Linked DNA regions of Mus musculus: all the other regions are linked to region 1. A link is a contact called in public HiChIP or PLAC-seq data. All regions are on one chromosome and are shown on one strand. Each heading gives the region's core, a stretch centred on a gene start, on an enhancer-like site or on the middle of the called end of the contact. The rest is flanking DNA. Distances are from core to core; before and after follow the strand shown.

Region 1 (4,928 bases), core at 1,309-3,808:
ACTGGATGGAAGGAGCAGCGGACCCCTGACCCCTGAGGTGCACAGTTTCAGCAAACAACGTACAAAGAAAAAGAGGACAGGGAAAATCCAAGTCTCTCAAAACCGTGCATGCCCTGTGGCCCCTGCATCTCCGTGGGCACCCAGGTACACATTTTGAACACGAAGGCAGTCGTACAAAGCCAATAAAGTACTCCATCTCCAGTGGCAGCGGAGCACGGGTGCTTTTCCCCAAAGTAGATGAGACATCAAGAGAGAGTGAATGACGAAAACCAGCAAAAGTATGAGTGAAAAATTAAATCCTATTTCTCAGAAGTTTAGACAATGAAAGCTGACAGGAACGCTAGGGGGAAAGTCACAGGGTCACCAAGAGTGTCACCGGGAAGGTCACCACGAAGGTGAATGTGACTCTTGCAAGCACTCGAGTTAGTGTAAGAATCTCGATTTCAGGGTTTGCGAATCAAACGCTCACAAGGGTTAAATTCTCCATTCACAGTTGGCTCTGTTTCTTATTTAAAACAGTAAGTTTTCCTTCAGCAGAGTCCTTCAGTGAAATCACATGATGGGGAAAGAGGTGGGACATCTCAAACGAAAAGCCAAGGGATGTGGGCAGCTTTGGCCGGTTGGGGTATTAACCAGTTTAGCATGGCTCAGCAGCTGTCTTAAGTGTTATGTCAACTATTATGACATAAGCTAAGGGTGTTGAAATATGAGGATGTGTGTTTTCTGACAGGGAACGGGTGACAATTTGAAGGGTCGGTTTTTTAACATGAGAGAAAAAAAAAGAGTAAGAATTCAGAACAGATTGTCAACCAACAGGACCGTGCAAAAGGGTTTATGTCATTGGGGAAAAGTTGGAACTCTTAAGAATTTTTAAGGAAACTACCATTTTCCTGTTATTTCAGAAATATCTGTAAATGCTAGTGTCTTAAAGGAGAAGCACAGGGCAAACTAAAGTATGTTTTCCATTCTTCTTTTGTTATTTATTCTCTGAAACTTCCTAATCCTGTCTCAGATAAAAGATGCTCACCCCTAAGTAAGGTTTCTGCTTTCATTTCCACCAGGGCAGCAATTCTGTAGGACATACAGGGAGCCTGAGATTTTACGCACCCAGCACCCAGATAAAATGTTTTTGGTTAAAAACTGTCCTTGCTTGATAAGATTATCCTATCCAGACCAAGAATTATCTGTCTTGGTCAAAAAGTCTATGTGGTATCAGCATTATTGTGAACGTTTAGGATTTTTCAAAAAGAGGATTTTAGGCCAATGTCAAAATAATAATGTTAACCTCAGGTAGAAGATATTGCTGTCTCATGTTTATTTGGGGTATAGCGCTTCATTGTAGAAGTATAAAGAGGCTTCTCGCTGGATGCATTTTAATCTGAGGGATGTGCGTGAGTGACTTGCAAAATGACCTATGCGTGGACGTCGGGGCATTAGACAAATCAGTAAATACATACGCTCTCTGTCACCAAGATTTTCTTTGTACCTCTGCTAAGGACAATGGTTACTGAAGTGGACACCAAAGTTAGTGCTGGGTGTTTTAAATGTCTAAACAGTACAAAGTTAGCCAGTCTGTCACGCTAGAAATTAGCCAAGAAAGTCTGTCATCATTGTCGGTTTCAGAAAGTGGACAAATATATGAAAGGATAGAATCAAATTCAGCAAAGGAAAGATGGGCAGGTAACTGAGCAGCCCGGAGCATGTGGTCACGTGACCCGGCCACGCCCACCGGCTTTCAGGACACTTACTTGAACAACGGAGTTCCACAGACAACACATTTATATATTCCAGGATCTTTGTGATGTGTGTACTCTCCTTCAAAGGCACTGATAAACGATAAACAGAGCGTCAAAAACTGTTAACAGAGCTAGTGTTACTTCTTATAGAACACACTGGTTTAAATACATTTCTCTGGTAAAACTTTCAAGGGTCTGGGGCCCTAAAATGAGAACAGACCAGACATATGGAAGCTTGAACAATAGTAATATACTTCGAATATATACATATATATAATAAAATGTGCATATAACTACTCCAAACTAGTACAGGTTAAGTCAAAATATCAAGCCATCTAGTAAGTAATACTTAGAATATTTTTCAAATTAAAAAAAAAAAAAAAGCCCACTGTTTGAGTCACATGAAGAACACTGTTACCTAAGATTTCCGCGGCCCCACACCATACAAGAGGGGGACCAGAAAATGTAGCAGGTCCCAAGTCTTCGAGTGGAAGGAGTCTTATTTTTTGGTTTGAAAAGGAATATTGCAGCTTTAAGGAACTGTTTTTCTAAGTTAGCGATCTTACAGGCGCGGAGGTCACTCGGTTAATGCAGATCAGCTGTGTCGCCCAACAAAAAGGCCGTGTGCTCTGCAGCTTGGTTTTATTATCGTTTCGTCCCTCTTTACGAGGTCCAATTTTTTTTATAAACAGAATTTTTTTTTTTTTAAAGAATGACCTAATCTCTGGTTGTTTGTGTGCATTAAATCATTTTGCTAGGGCATGCACACAACATTGGCGGGCAGAAGTCCTGGACCCTGTGATCCAGCCCTGCCGCCGCCGCTGGTACAAGGAAGGCACACCTTGTGAGAGAGCTTCATTGTTCAGTAAACTCAGTGAACAGTGGGGGCTGTGACAGGGAGAGCGTGCTGTCCATTAACAAGGATCCCTGTGTGGGAAGGAAGCTCTTTCAGATCTTGAATGGAAACACAAAGTCACATCACGAATAAACCTGCATCAGGGGGACCATTTACAGCCTCGTGCCGAGCCCCGTGGTATGAATTAGACAACAAAATCATTAGGCCTTGGCAAGTTACTTTTTCGCTGGAATCAGCTGAGAGAGATTTTATTTTATTCACTAAAAAACAGTCTTGGAAGTGAACGACTGCCCCCCCCCCCCAGGATGTAGGGCGAACTTCCAAGGACCAAAGCCATGCAAGGGCAGTTATTGAAAATTTTTGACATTCCAACCACAAATGAGCCAATAAATACTTTCTCCACATGTGCTTCAAAAAGAAATCCGAGTGGGGTGGAAAGGAACTAAATTATGCTACCTTCTTTTTGCAGCCAAAACGTCTATGCTTTACAATGCCACCTTCAAAATGCCAGCCTCCTGGCATAGCGCCACATCCCTCACAGTTTTCCTTGCTGTGATGTCGTCCAAAAAAAAAAAGGGGGGGGGGCACCCAAATCGCTATTGCTTCCACACATTTCACTGTAAACTAAAAACAGGCCCTTAGCAAAAGTCCCGTGGCTTTATATAGATATAGTTCGCTGAGTGGAGAGAAGCAGAAAAGAAACTCAGCTTTAACTCAAACAGTGCCATCTCCAGCCTTTTCAAAGACAGTCATTTGCAGGCCTTACCCAGCATGCATAGTTTCTTTAAAATAATCAACAGGGAAGAAGACTCCAAGGAGTGGGAGAAAGTGGTGCTTGCCTGCTTGCTTGCCTCCCTGCCTGCCCACCTGCTTGCCTGCTTGCCCGCTTGCCCACCTACTTGCTTGCCTGCCTGCCTGCTTGCCTCCCTGCCTGCCTGCCTGTTTGCCTGCTTGCCCGCCTGCCCACCTGCCTGCCTGCCTGCTTGCCTGCTTGCCCGCCTGCTTGCCTGCTTGCCCACCTGCCTGCTTGCCTGCTTGCCTGCTTGCCCGCCTGCTTGCCTGCCTGCCTGCCTGCCAGCTTGCCTGCCTGCCTGCCTGCCAGCTTGCCTGCCTGCCTGCCTGCCTGCCTGCTTGCTTGCTTGCTTTTATTACAGCACACATTACCTTTCAGTTCCTTTCTCCTGAGTGACATGGTACTGTAGGGGTGTCAGCCGCTTCCTCAGTTCCTGCTGGGAAAAGACCACCTTACAGTTCTTTTTATCCCTACATGACCCTGGAAAGAGAGGATATGGGAGAAAGAGCCATTTAGCCTGAATCCTAAATACTTGCTTTGGCTGGCCGCCACAGCACAGCCTCTACAGTCACTTGTCAATGACCAGAGAATCCCTAGCGGACCACAAAACCTTACCTGAGCTGCAGCCGGTCTCCAAGCTCCAACAGAATGCACTTTAAAAAGCCCCATGATTCCCCTGGCGCAGCAACAACGTGTCACAGCCAAGGCTTGTAGCAGGTGATATTAGAAACTCACTGGGAATTTGTTTACAAGATTGTAGCACATCCTTTATGCCACCTGATACCTTGAAACCCCTTTTAAAACGGTGGATTCAGTAGCATGCATGTATTTGCAGGTATGAAGTGATAGTGGACATACAAAGATCCACTGAATAATTTTGCAACTTGGTAGACTAGCTTGAGGCTGTCACCATGCAACTGTCAACCAAGATGACCACCTACCATCCAATTTATTTTTCTGAGGAACCTAAACATGTCTTTTTTTCTACAGTAGGAACTGCTGTTTTCTATGAGTCTGACAGACATTTAAGTAGGTTCTGTGTGGTCTTTAGAAATGCATGTTTTTTCTAAAGCCTGTGTCTTACCAGCAAGGAACTGCCAGGAGACTTCAGGAGAAGGTATTTACTTATACAAAGAGAGATTCAAGAATTCCAGATTAAGAAAAAGACAGAGACAGAGAGAGACAGAGAGACAGAGAAAGGCAGGAAGAAAAAGACACAGCCACATGGAAGCTGAGCGTGATTTTACTTCAGGGCTTGTGCGGTCCTGGCTGGGAGAGTTCAGCAGGGAGGATTTCCCTGATCTGAGTGATGAAATGATTCGAATGTTACTGACAGTGAAGGTAGTTCTATTTCAATAGGCACAGAGTGCAGCGAGATATTCAGACAACACTTGTTTATGTGCGTAGTTACTTTACCTGAGCAAGCAGCTGAGAAGAACAGGAGACAGGAGAGCCACTGCTCAGTGCAATTACGGGCCTTTCCCTGGCCATCCGTCATGGTAGGAAAGCTGCCTGCAGACAGTCCTCAGCACAGAGGTCCCCT
Region 2 (4,928 bases), core at 613-3,112, 450 kb before region 1:
GGAACACTTCCTATCACGTTTTGTCTGCTGACTTATAAAGCATAAAGGAATGCTTTACGATGAAATCATATGACAATTTATTAGCCTTTACTACTTACTTAACTCAATGGTTTTTAGGTTATTGTGTTCCCAGGTACCCTCATGCAAATGTGTTGAGGCGCTGGCCTCAACAAGCACAAGAGAAAATACAGGAAGAAAAGTCCAGACAAGGTAAATTTAAGGGCACTGCAAGCTTAGCCATCAAAAGACCCATCTGTAAGACATTAAGATGTCAGGGAGGTTTTCCTTGTCTCATCTTCACATTTCCCGATTCTTCATTTCCACCTCTTTCTAGGCTTTTTGTTCCTTTGCTTCCAAGCTGTCTTCTAACTTCTGGAGATCAATTTAGGAGTGCCCGTGCATTGCAGGGAAGAAGCCTCAGTCAGCCAAGTCTTAGAGATTCACCAGCCAGCACAACTGATTCGACCAGCCTCTGAAGAATGGGACTCAGTCTTCAGCCTCCTCTATCGGAGGAGGAATGTCCCAGGCTCAGGAAGATAGCCCCCCCCCCCCCCCCCCCAGTCCTTGTAAACACAGAACTCTCCTCTCGCTTCCCATAAAAACTGCCGTGTGTTCTGTTACCCAGCCGCTCTTCTCCCTCCTAGTGCCTCAGCTCAGGCTGCTGAGACACTCACTCACTCATGTGGCAGAGGGGGACTATAAGCCACACTGACACAAGCTCTTGCCAATCCACCACTCGTTAAGACTCTGTTAACACACTTCAGTAAAGTCTGTTTTATGGAATCTCCAGTTGCACAGTGTAAACACAAAGAGAGGGGAACTCCTCAAAATATGCAGCTCACAGCGGGAATTAAAAGGCTCACAAAGAAACAGCCAGGTGTGGCAGAATTGGAGCTACCTTGAGTAAAGGAGGAAGTACTATTTATAAGTTGCATGGCAGCGAACAGATACAGGGGAAGGAAAAGGAGGAAAGGCTGGTGTCATGGGGCGCTGGAGAGGCAGGAGCAGCGTGTGTATGTATTTTGAGCATCTTATTTATGAAATTAAATCACACCAGAGCCAAGACTGTGGTTACTACAGGTATAAAAGCACCTGAAACCCTGCCCAGCCTCTGTGTTGTAAGCTGTCTTCCCAGGCAAACCTCCATGTCTGCCTCTGTAGGCACCTTTGTCAGCTTTGCCAAAGAGTGCCACATAAGATGGCTGTACAACTGAGAGCGAGTAACTTATCCTAAAATGAGACCCAGTGGGTCCCTGATGTTGAAAAAGACCATAAATAAAGAACTAACTTTGGAAATTCCTCAAGGTGAACATGAGATAAGAGAATGATCTAAAGATGTCAACACCAGTTAAGGGACTGCCTTGAATACTGCTCTTCTTGAATGGCGATCTCTAGGAGGAGCATGTGTGTGTGTGTGTGTGTGTGTGTGTGTGTGTGTGTGTGTGTGTGTGTGTATAGATATGGAAATAGCATCAAAATATCTACTAACAACAACAAAAAAAAACCTGGGAAATAATTAAGGAGGTGTTTCAGAGGCGATAGGCAAAAAGAATTATTTGAAAGTCTCAACCCTTTATTCCGATCTATGCCTGTAATGTAGGAAACTGACCTGGACGAGGAGGAGAGGAGGAGGAGGAGGAGGGGAGGAGGAGGAGGAGGGGAGGAGGAAGGAAGGGAAGCAACATTTATCACAATATTGAGAGCAAGCCAGGAATGCTACATGCATCAGAACTTCTGGCAAGGCCCCTGTAAGATAGTTCTCATCAAGCCCCACCTAGCAGACAAGGAAACTGCCATTCAGGAAAGTTAAGGGCTCTGACTGGGGTCAAGCAGCCAGTGAGTAATGTGACTCTGATTCAGACTCAGGTCTGACTCTGAAGCCCATATTCTTTCAATTATACCACGCTGCTTATTAAAGGGCTGAATACTACGCCTTGTGAGAAAAAGCTAAAGGGAGTTCTATAACTCATGTTGGACAAAAAAAGACTGGAAAATGATATAATGATTTTGAAGTACTGTCTAGGAAGGATTAACCTAAAGGATGGTAACCAGCTGTTTTGAAAGCTGCTCTGAAGAAAGAGAATAGGAAACGGGCTTCAGCCGCCACAGCAAAAAGAGAAGCTGCCTTTCCAGAAGGCTCCCTTGCGCTGGAGTTAGTAGCTGAGGAGAGAACGCCGCTGTGGAATTTTCTTCCTGTGCAAGTCAAGATGGCTGACCCAGAAGAGAGAAAAAGAGGAGTTTCCCTACACGGAGAGTATTAAATGAAGAAGTGGGCAAGAGAAAAGGGAGAAGAGGAAGTCTTCCTTGGAATCGCAAACCAGGACAGATGATGAGGGAAAGGGGCAACTGGAGAAAGGCTGGACCGGCCATAATGGCAATTGTGATCACAAATAGAAACAGAAGCTGTAAGTCCATCTAGCCTAGAGCTGTCTCCTTTGGTAACGTTCTTCCATGCAATCAGGAGGGGCTGAGTTGGACCCCAAGCACCGCATAAAGCTGGTAACAGAGCCTCAGCTCATAGCAGTCACTGAGACCTTTGTATGACTCCGGGATGGAAGTGCCATTCAGGCTATAAAAATCAGCTGTAGACAGCCCCGCCTGCCAGAACTCAAAGGCCCAATCATCAGAGTCCATAATAGTTCTGGGAAAGTCCAAAACTGTACTAACCTTACATTTTAGCTTCTGTAGTTCCTCTCCTGGCTAACGGCTCTTGTTAACTGAAGTCCATCAACTCAGAAGACGGTTTTCGTGCTTAAAACCACTCCCTAAGAAGGCTCAGGGCTATACTGCCATCCCGAGCGCCCAGTGTAGTCGATGGCTGGCTAATAAAGATGTTCTATTGTCTTACACTCAAGTCAGAGCAGTATTCTCTGGGAAATAATCCGCAACAATAGAGGTGCATGCTGGTAATCTTAGCAACGGCGAAGCAGAGGCAGGAGGAGCCCTGGCAGGAGAGGCTCACAGGTTACCATTCTAACCGAATCAGCAAGCCCAGGTCTCATTAGGAGACCGTCTCAAAACAGAAGGTGGACAACGCTTGGGGAATGATACCTCAGGTGAACTAACCCCTGACTCATACATGTACACACATGCACACACACACACATGCATGCACGCACACATACACATGCACACATATATATATACATGCACACATACATATACATGCACATACACATGTGCGCACGTGCACACACACACACACACACACACTCACACTGGAACATTCCCAGAGAAAGTCTGGAGTAACTAACTGTGCCTATAGAACCTGCTTCTCCAAAGATATTTTCACACTATATCTTCATTTAAAAGGGAGAATTTAAGAATGGTCCTGCTTCCACGCAAGAACTCATTAAAGCATTTAAAGGCTAACTGAGCACTTGAGGGCCTTTTTGTACTCTCAAAATAGTTATTTTTTTTTTAAACTTGACTTTTACATAGGTTTAATAACATTCACATTTCAAACACTGTATTGGCCCATGGTGTCCCACTAAATATCAGACATTATCCTAAGACAGTCTACATTTCAAGGCTTGTGAAAGCTGTGACCCAGTCAAGCCAAGGAACCATCTAGCTAAAAACCAGCAGAGCTGAGGTCCAACTTGAAGTCCTTGAATGGATTTCAAACCCAATATTTCCCTGCCCGTCCCCCTCCCCGGAATTTTAGCCTATTCTGCCAAGTACTCTGTGAGGGCTGGCTGCCTGTCAACCGCACCATGTTGGCTCATTTTTCTAACATCCACGTGAATGACTGTAATTCTATAGATTGTTTCCTTGGGTGGCTGAAGAGCTGATAAACACAATGAAGAATCCCAAGGAACAGAGCCACAGAGAAGAACCCCACATCCTGGCCACTGACGTCATCCTGCACACATACCAATGAGACGAGTTTTGGACACACTGAGAACAATGTCTGAGAGCTCTGTTCTTTGTTGAAACCTACTCGGCTTCCAGGGAACATTCTTTCCTTCATTTGCTTATTCATTCGTTTATTCAAATGTAACACAGATGAGGTCACAGGGTTGGGTCTATTTTTTTTTTTCTGTGTTGAAAAGTTTTAAATTAATGTTCTTTGCAGAAAACTAATTCCTGAATATAGAAATGCACCAATTTCACTTTGATGTTAATTTTTTAAAAAGCTCATTTAGCTTACGAACACAAATAAAAATAATTTAAATATCCGTCACTTGCCTTTAGAATCGTCTGTGGAGGGTGTCGAGGAAAAGAACAGAGGGGTGTTCAGGGCTTTAACAATGATCAGAAGAGAAGAGAGCTTACTGAGTGACTAGATCAGGAATCAGCATTGCAAGCCTGCTCATGAGAGCTCCTAAATGTGTATATACGTACACATACATGTATGTAGTGTATGCGCATATATATGTGATCATATACACAATATATTTGTATGTGTATAGATACAAATATACACGTGTGTGTTGTGTATCTATGCATACATACACCTATGTGCATGGGTGTGTATATGTGTGTATACATGGGTGTCTGTGTATTGTATGTCCATGTGTGTGCTGTAGCCCACAGAACATAGTCTTTAGTAACAAGATAGCACTGCAGTTGCCTCATTCCCCTTTGGTCACGATCGTAAAATAATTTGAAGCATGAAATTGTTAATAAGCATACAGCAACACATAGTGAATCCCAAACCTTTACCATCCTCTGTGTCACTGTTTTCTCAAAGATGCCCTGGGTCTGTGTGTGTGGAGAAATGTGGGGATTCTTTATCATGTAAGAGACCTCACCCTCACAAATGTGACAGAGGAAACCAGGCGAGAAGCTAAACAGAGTTCCATTTGCTGTTGATGGCAATTCAGATGAACCAGTGCTCTTTGGAGTCTTGTCTTTGGGAAGAGCCAGTGTTAGCTGTCATTATTTAGCATGGAGTTGGCCATGCTTAGATAATAGGAGAATCA
Region 3 (4,928 bases), core at 1,236-3,735, 300 kb before region 1:
TAAGAGCTTTCTATGTGTTTTTGTATCTAAGTCTCCATATTTCCCCATAATTCTATTACCCACCTACAAATAAAGACATGGAAAACCTCCTGAAGTTAAATAACTGAATCGGACAGTTAGTAAGTCGCAAAGCCAGTAAGTTGCAGACACAGCTGTTGGGCTAGCTCTAGGGTGGAAACTCAATACAAAATGAATAAGGAAACAGTGTTTTGTCAGCAGGAGGCTCAATGGGGATGACACAAAAGTAAAGAAATAGGGTGAGGAGGGATGGGAAGACAGGGCAACATCAAGCTGAAAAGGCCCAGTGCTCCTGATCTTTAATATACATGACATGGTTGAAGGCTTTCAGCATAGAGTAGTGGGGAGGGGGTGGGGGCTGGAGGCAGGAGACAGGGGGCTGATGCTATATAGCAGGCAGGAATCCTTCGTGACCAAGCCTTAGAGTTTGGTATAGACTATAAACCAGAGGTAGTCTGAACTTTACAAATCTGTCCTACTTGAAAAGTGTTGGTTTGACATAGGGAGAGATTTCCTTTGCAGGAAATTAGGTGGCAATTTAGAAAATAGTCCAAAATGAACAGAAAACCATGAAAGGGCACACAGGTTTACCCCCATTGGGACATTCTACTGAACCATGGTGCTTTCAAAGATTGGAACTTGTGGTTACAAAATACTAAATTAAAACTGCGTATTTCACACCCCAAACTGAGCGGAGGCGACCGTCTTCTTAGTGCACCCAAGGAGCATATGGAGAGAAGGGCAAAAGATGAAGAAGACACATGACCATCCACCTCAGCAAATTCTACTTCTGGGAACAAAAACAAGGGGCACAATTTCATACGAAAGTCAGGAGCCCACCTTATAAGAGCTGTTATTACAGCGTTATTTATCTATTAGTGAATGGGATATGAGTACTAACTCATCGCTTGGAGACTTGTGTACTTACTCAGAGACAAAATAAAGACCAATATTGCCTCAGAAGAGATACGTAGAAATCCATTGCTAGATGAAATAAATGGTCTTGACTATCAACCTCTTACAGGGGTCTTTTTTGTTCAGGAATACTGTCATGAACTGCTCTTCACTGTTCTGTGTTGCTGCTAAAAATTAAATTTTCCTAAAAATGTAAACTTATAACTTCTGTTCATACTTTAAATGAGATATAATTCTAATAACTTATTTTGCTGTTTTATTTTGGTTTTTTGTTTGTTTTTTTGTTTTGTTTTGGGTTTTCTGTTTGTTTGTTTGTTTGTTTGTTTGTTTGTTTGTTTGTTTTAGACAGGGTCTCTCTAGTTTTGTTCTGGAACTCAATATGTAACCCAAACTAGCCTTAAACTCATGATCTGCCTGACTCTGGCTCCTAGTGGCTGGGATGAAAGGCACATAGCACCATGTCCAGCTGGGATGATCCTAAGTTAGTCTTTTCTCTTTTGCTGCAACAACAACAACACAACAAAATACCCCAGGCTGGGTATTTTATAGAGAAATAAGGGTTATTTGACTAAAAGTTATGAAAACTGAAATCCCAAGATCAGGCAACTTCTTTGGTTTGGGCTCTGAGGAGCCTTAAGCTCGTCACCTCATGGACGGCTGAAAGGAAACGCACGTGGGAGAGGGAGCAGTTATATGATGACATAGGAAGCTAGACAAGATCAGGACCACAACTCATCTCGTCAGAACTAACCAGGGTTCCACAAGAACCACCTTAACCTAGCAGGTTTTGAGACTGGTGTCCCAAAGACCTAATTACCTCCAGGTAGGGTCTGCGTACCCCCATCCACATTGGTACCGTAAGGCCCAGGCACCACTGGACGACAAATCCTGTGTAAGGCAGAGCAGTTGATGTCTTCCACCTTTGAGCAATTCCTGTCCAGTTTGCTCTCTTGCTCACAGCTCAGACTTTCATACCAGAAGATCACCAATGATTCCTCAGAGTGAGGAAACATTGTTAGGGTGGAGAAAGCTGTGAGCCTGAGTTGTTTAGTGGCAGTCTCAGGGCTTCTGTGTTCTCCCTTGTATGTATAATATGTATCTTAGTGCTGCCGACTAAGTTTAACCTATTCCTTTTAAAGGACTCGAAGTTATGCTGAGACACGCCCCCTCCCCGTAACCCCCCCTCCCCCATCTTTTCTTGGAGTGTTTTACCTACAGAAAACCACAGCCAATCAAAATGCTGAACTGTGGAGCACAGCCTTAATATTTTTAAGTGTGTGAAAAAGAATGTTTAGAGAGCCTCATGCAAAAAGCTGTTTCGCTTGAACTCAACATCTCCAAACACACAGCCACAGTTAGTTATGCACCGGGAACACACCATCACCCTCCCCGAAATCTCACACTGTAGTTGATTATAAGTATAAATCAATACATGTACCCCGCAGATCGATGGCGAAGAGCCTTAACGATTCCCGCAAAGCCGCCTTTATAGAGTGGAGGAGAATACACAGCTGACAGGGAACCGCTGGGTTATGGCGACCACCCAGGTGGTGCCAGAAGTTGGAAGTAACCCTCCTCCCCCCTGCCCTCCATCAACGCAGCTCAGAACGAATTGGCTTTTCAGGAATGCTGAGAGAAAAGGAAAAGCCGGCCAAATCTTCCCGGCAGAAGTAGTTCCGATCCGGGGATTAGAGTCTGTCAATTAGGGGTGTCCGAATGGGACGGAGGGAAGAAAGAAGGAAGTGCTGCTTAAGTGTCAGGGGAGACTCTTATTTATTTTTATTTTGATTTGATTTTATTTTATTTTTAGGAGGGGGAGCAAGCGCTGGGAACGATTTTTCTTATTCTGCTTGGAAAGGAGTCAGTCCTGATCCAGATTTCCTTCCGGAAGAAACGAATCAAGGACCTTGCTGGCGGAGGGTTGGGAATGGGGGTGGGGGACAACCCTAGGTGGCCCGAGCGTGGTACGGCCTTGTCAGAGGCTATTGTACGGCTAGACCCAAGGCCGTTTCGGTACCCACGCAGCCACTTGCAGGACCGAGCGTGTCTGGATGAGCCAACTGGCCTCCCTCCGCGCCGAGCGCCCCAGCCGTCTGCTCTGCGCACGGGGTCAGGGGGCCCGCGCCGGCAGGGGCGCCTTTGAAGTCTCGGCAGCAGACTGGGTGGGAGATGGATGACCTAGGAGGGACAGGGACGAAGGGGCCCAGCCTGGTTCCCACGATCCGCGGCTCGAGGGGCCACCGCGCAATGCGGGCCGTTGCTGGGGCAGAATGAGAATGAGAGCACGTGGGTGATCTCGGAAAATGCGCGCGCGGGGATATGATCCCTAAATGTGAGCCAGGAGATTTAGCGCATGACGAACCCTAGGGAACGCACAGAAGGCGGCCACCACCGGGAGGGAGGAGGCTGTGACTCTAGGTAGCCTCGGTGAGAGTGAAGGTGGTGTACGTAAGAGGACCCGGAGTAGGATGGAGAGTGTCCTACTGGTTAGGGGGTGGGGTAGGTGTACGTCAGGAGAGGGGACCCGGCAGCGTGCGGGCTCCATGCTGCTGTGCAGATCGGTGTAGCCGTGGGTGCAAGCAGAGAAAAGGCGACCCCGACAGAGGCACGGGGCCCCTGGCCTGGACCGCTGGGCGGCGTCTGCGGAGCATCTGAGCTCAGCCTCCGGGAGCGGGGTTGGAGGGACTAGTTGCAGAGCAGCGACGCCAATGAAGTTGGTAACTTTTTCCCAAAGAGGAAAAAGAAACCGCCAAACAAGGGTCCCCTAGAAGGGTGGGAGCAGTGGCCCAGTTGCCGATAGACTCCACCCCCTCCAGACTCCGCCCCCCTCAGACTGAGGGGCGCCCGGCCTGCAGCCAATGGGCAAATCTACGTTAGGCGTGACTTTGTGGTTCGACCTGAGCCAGGCATGGAGCTGGCTGGTTTCACCTAGTCCAGACTTTGGGTCTGGAGAGAGCTGAAGGTGCTGACTGGCAAGTCAGGGAGCCTGCATCCTCCCGTGGCTTCCTCCAGCCTTTTTGGACATAGATCATAATCTGCCCAGAGACATGTTAGGTAGAGATTACATGCTAAAGGTTCTCCTGAGAGAGAAGAAGCAGTGTTCTCTCTTGCCCTAACTTACTTCTCAAGAGCTCCTCATGTAAGTTTACAAACACATCTGTTCAAAACGGTCAAATATTTGTTGACCTAGAAGTGAAAGTGACACAGAAGGGAAGAGATTCGGGATCTTGGAGGGACAGGATGAGATGAACAAGAAAGGGTTCTGAAGGTCGCCTAAATCATAGCCCCCTTACATTGTGTTTTCCTCTTCATGTTCAGGATGTGATCTTGGGGTGCAAGGTAATTTGGATTCCCTAAGTTATGGTGGTGAGGAACAGAGTATCGAAATGAAGGAAGAGAATAACGGAACAAGTTGCAATAGTAAAAACAAAAAGATGTTTAAGCGGATACATGGTAGGGGGACATTCACAAAGTCACTTTCTGTGGTCTTCAGACTCAACTCACATCCTTGCGTTTGTTGTGCTAGAACGCAGATCTGGATCCTGAGGTAGCTGCAGGTAAAGGTGGGTTGCTGGAGGTAGTGGTAGCCCTAAGGGACCCACCTGCTGTAAGTGTGCTGTGCTGGTGGGTGGCACTCTTGTTTAAAGGTGAGCTTTTGTTTAAAGTTCTGGGTTTGAATCCAAGACCTGGTGTAAATGGCTCTGTGTGTGTGTGTGTCTCTCTGTCTCCCTCCCTCCCATCCTCTCTCCCCCTTCTTTTCTCCTCTCAATTTCCAAATTAGTTCACATTTTTTCTTCCCTCTCACCATGTCTACTAACTTCTAATCTCTGAACAAAGGGAAGCACTGGCCAGCTGACTTTATTTGTTGTATATAAAAGCAAACAGTTGCTCATCAGACAGTCTGTCTCAAAATAACTTTATTTGATGAAAAACGGTTGATTTGTAGCAGCAAATATATCTTTTTTTAAAAAATATTTATTTATTTATTATATGTA

Evidence for each region. HiChIP or PLAC-seq counts read pairs in DNA pulled down with a chosen protein or histone mark.
Region 2: an H3K4me3 HiChIP or PLAC-seq map of embryonic limb bud shows a contact between it and region 1, with 3 times the contacts expected there. The contact joins two enhancer-like sites. A contact is called at or near these places in 1 of 484 Hi-C or Micro-C datasets (embryonic stem cells), 6 of 115 datasets of contacts at active chromatin or transcription factors (craniofacial prominence, embryonic basal ganglia, embryonic limb bud and 2 more) and 1 of 9 other capture datasets (embryonic stem cells).
Region 3: a contact with region 1 is called in an H3K4me3 HiChIP or PLAC-seq map of embryonic limb bud, with 4 times the contacts expected there. The contact joins two enhancer-like sites. A contact is called at or near these places in 13 of 484 Hi-C or Micro-C datasets (bone marrow-derived macrophages, cortical neurons, embryonic cerebral cortex and 6 more), 14 of 115 datasets of contacts at active chromatin or transcription factors (bone marrow-derived macrophages, craniofacial prominence, embryonic basal ganglia and 7 more) and 1 of 9 other capture datasets (embryonic stem cells).

The regions. Positions count from the first base shown.
Region 1 is chr10:120,848,228-120,853,155 of GRCm38.p6, forward strand. Msrb3 (methionine sulfoxide reductase B3) reads right to left here. Exons shown (of 7, transcript NM_177092.4): 3 at 3,757-3,865; 4 at 1,749-1,826. Among named protein-coding and RNA genes, the nearest start is that of Gm15910, 6.9 kb to the right of the region's middle. Within about 2 kb of position 2,559, at least 39 of the 459 cell types and tissues checked have an H3K27ac peak or open chromatin away from gene starts, as enhancers often do. A contact at or near this core is called in cortical neurons, embryonic forebrain and embryonic limb bud, where this site is marked.
Region 2 is chr10:120,398,184-120,403,111 of GRCm38.p6, forward strand. The region is part of intron 3 of Hmga2 (high mobility group AT-hook 2); the gene reads right to left. Among named protein-coding and RNA genes, the nearest start is that of 9230105E05Rik, 11 kb to the left of the region's middle. Within about 2 kb of position 1,863, at least 42 of the 459 cell types and tissues checked have an H3K27ac peak or open chromatin away from gene starts, as enhancers often do. A contact at or near this core is called in embryonic limb bud, where this site is marked.
Region 3 is chr10:120,549,551-120,554,478 of GRCm38.p6, forward strand. No RefSeq gene overlaps it. Among named protein-coding and RNA genes, the nearest start is that of Gm34952, 24 kb to the left of the region's middle. RefSeq lists an enhancer at 2,408-4,047. Within about 2 kb of position 2,486, at least 93 of the 459 cell types and tissues checked have an H3K27ac peak or open chromatin away from gene starts, as enhancers often do. A contact at or near this core is called in cortical neurons, embryonic forebrain and embryonic limb bud, where this site is marked.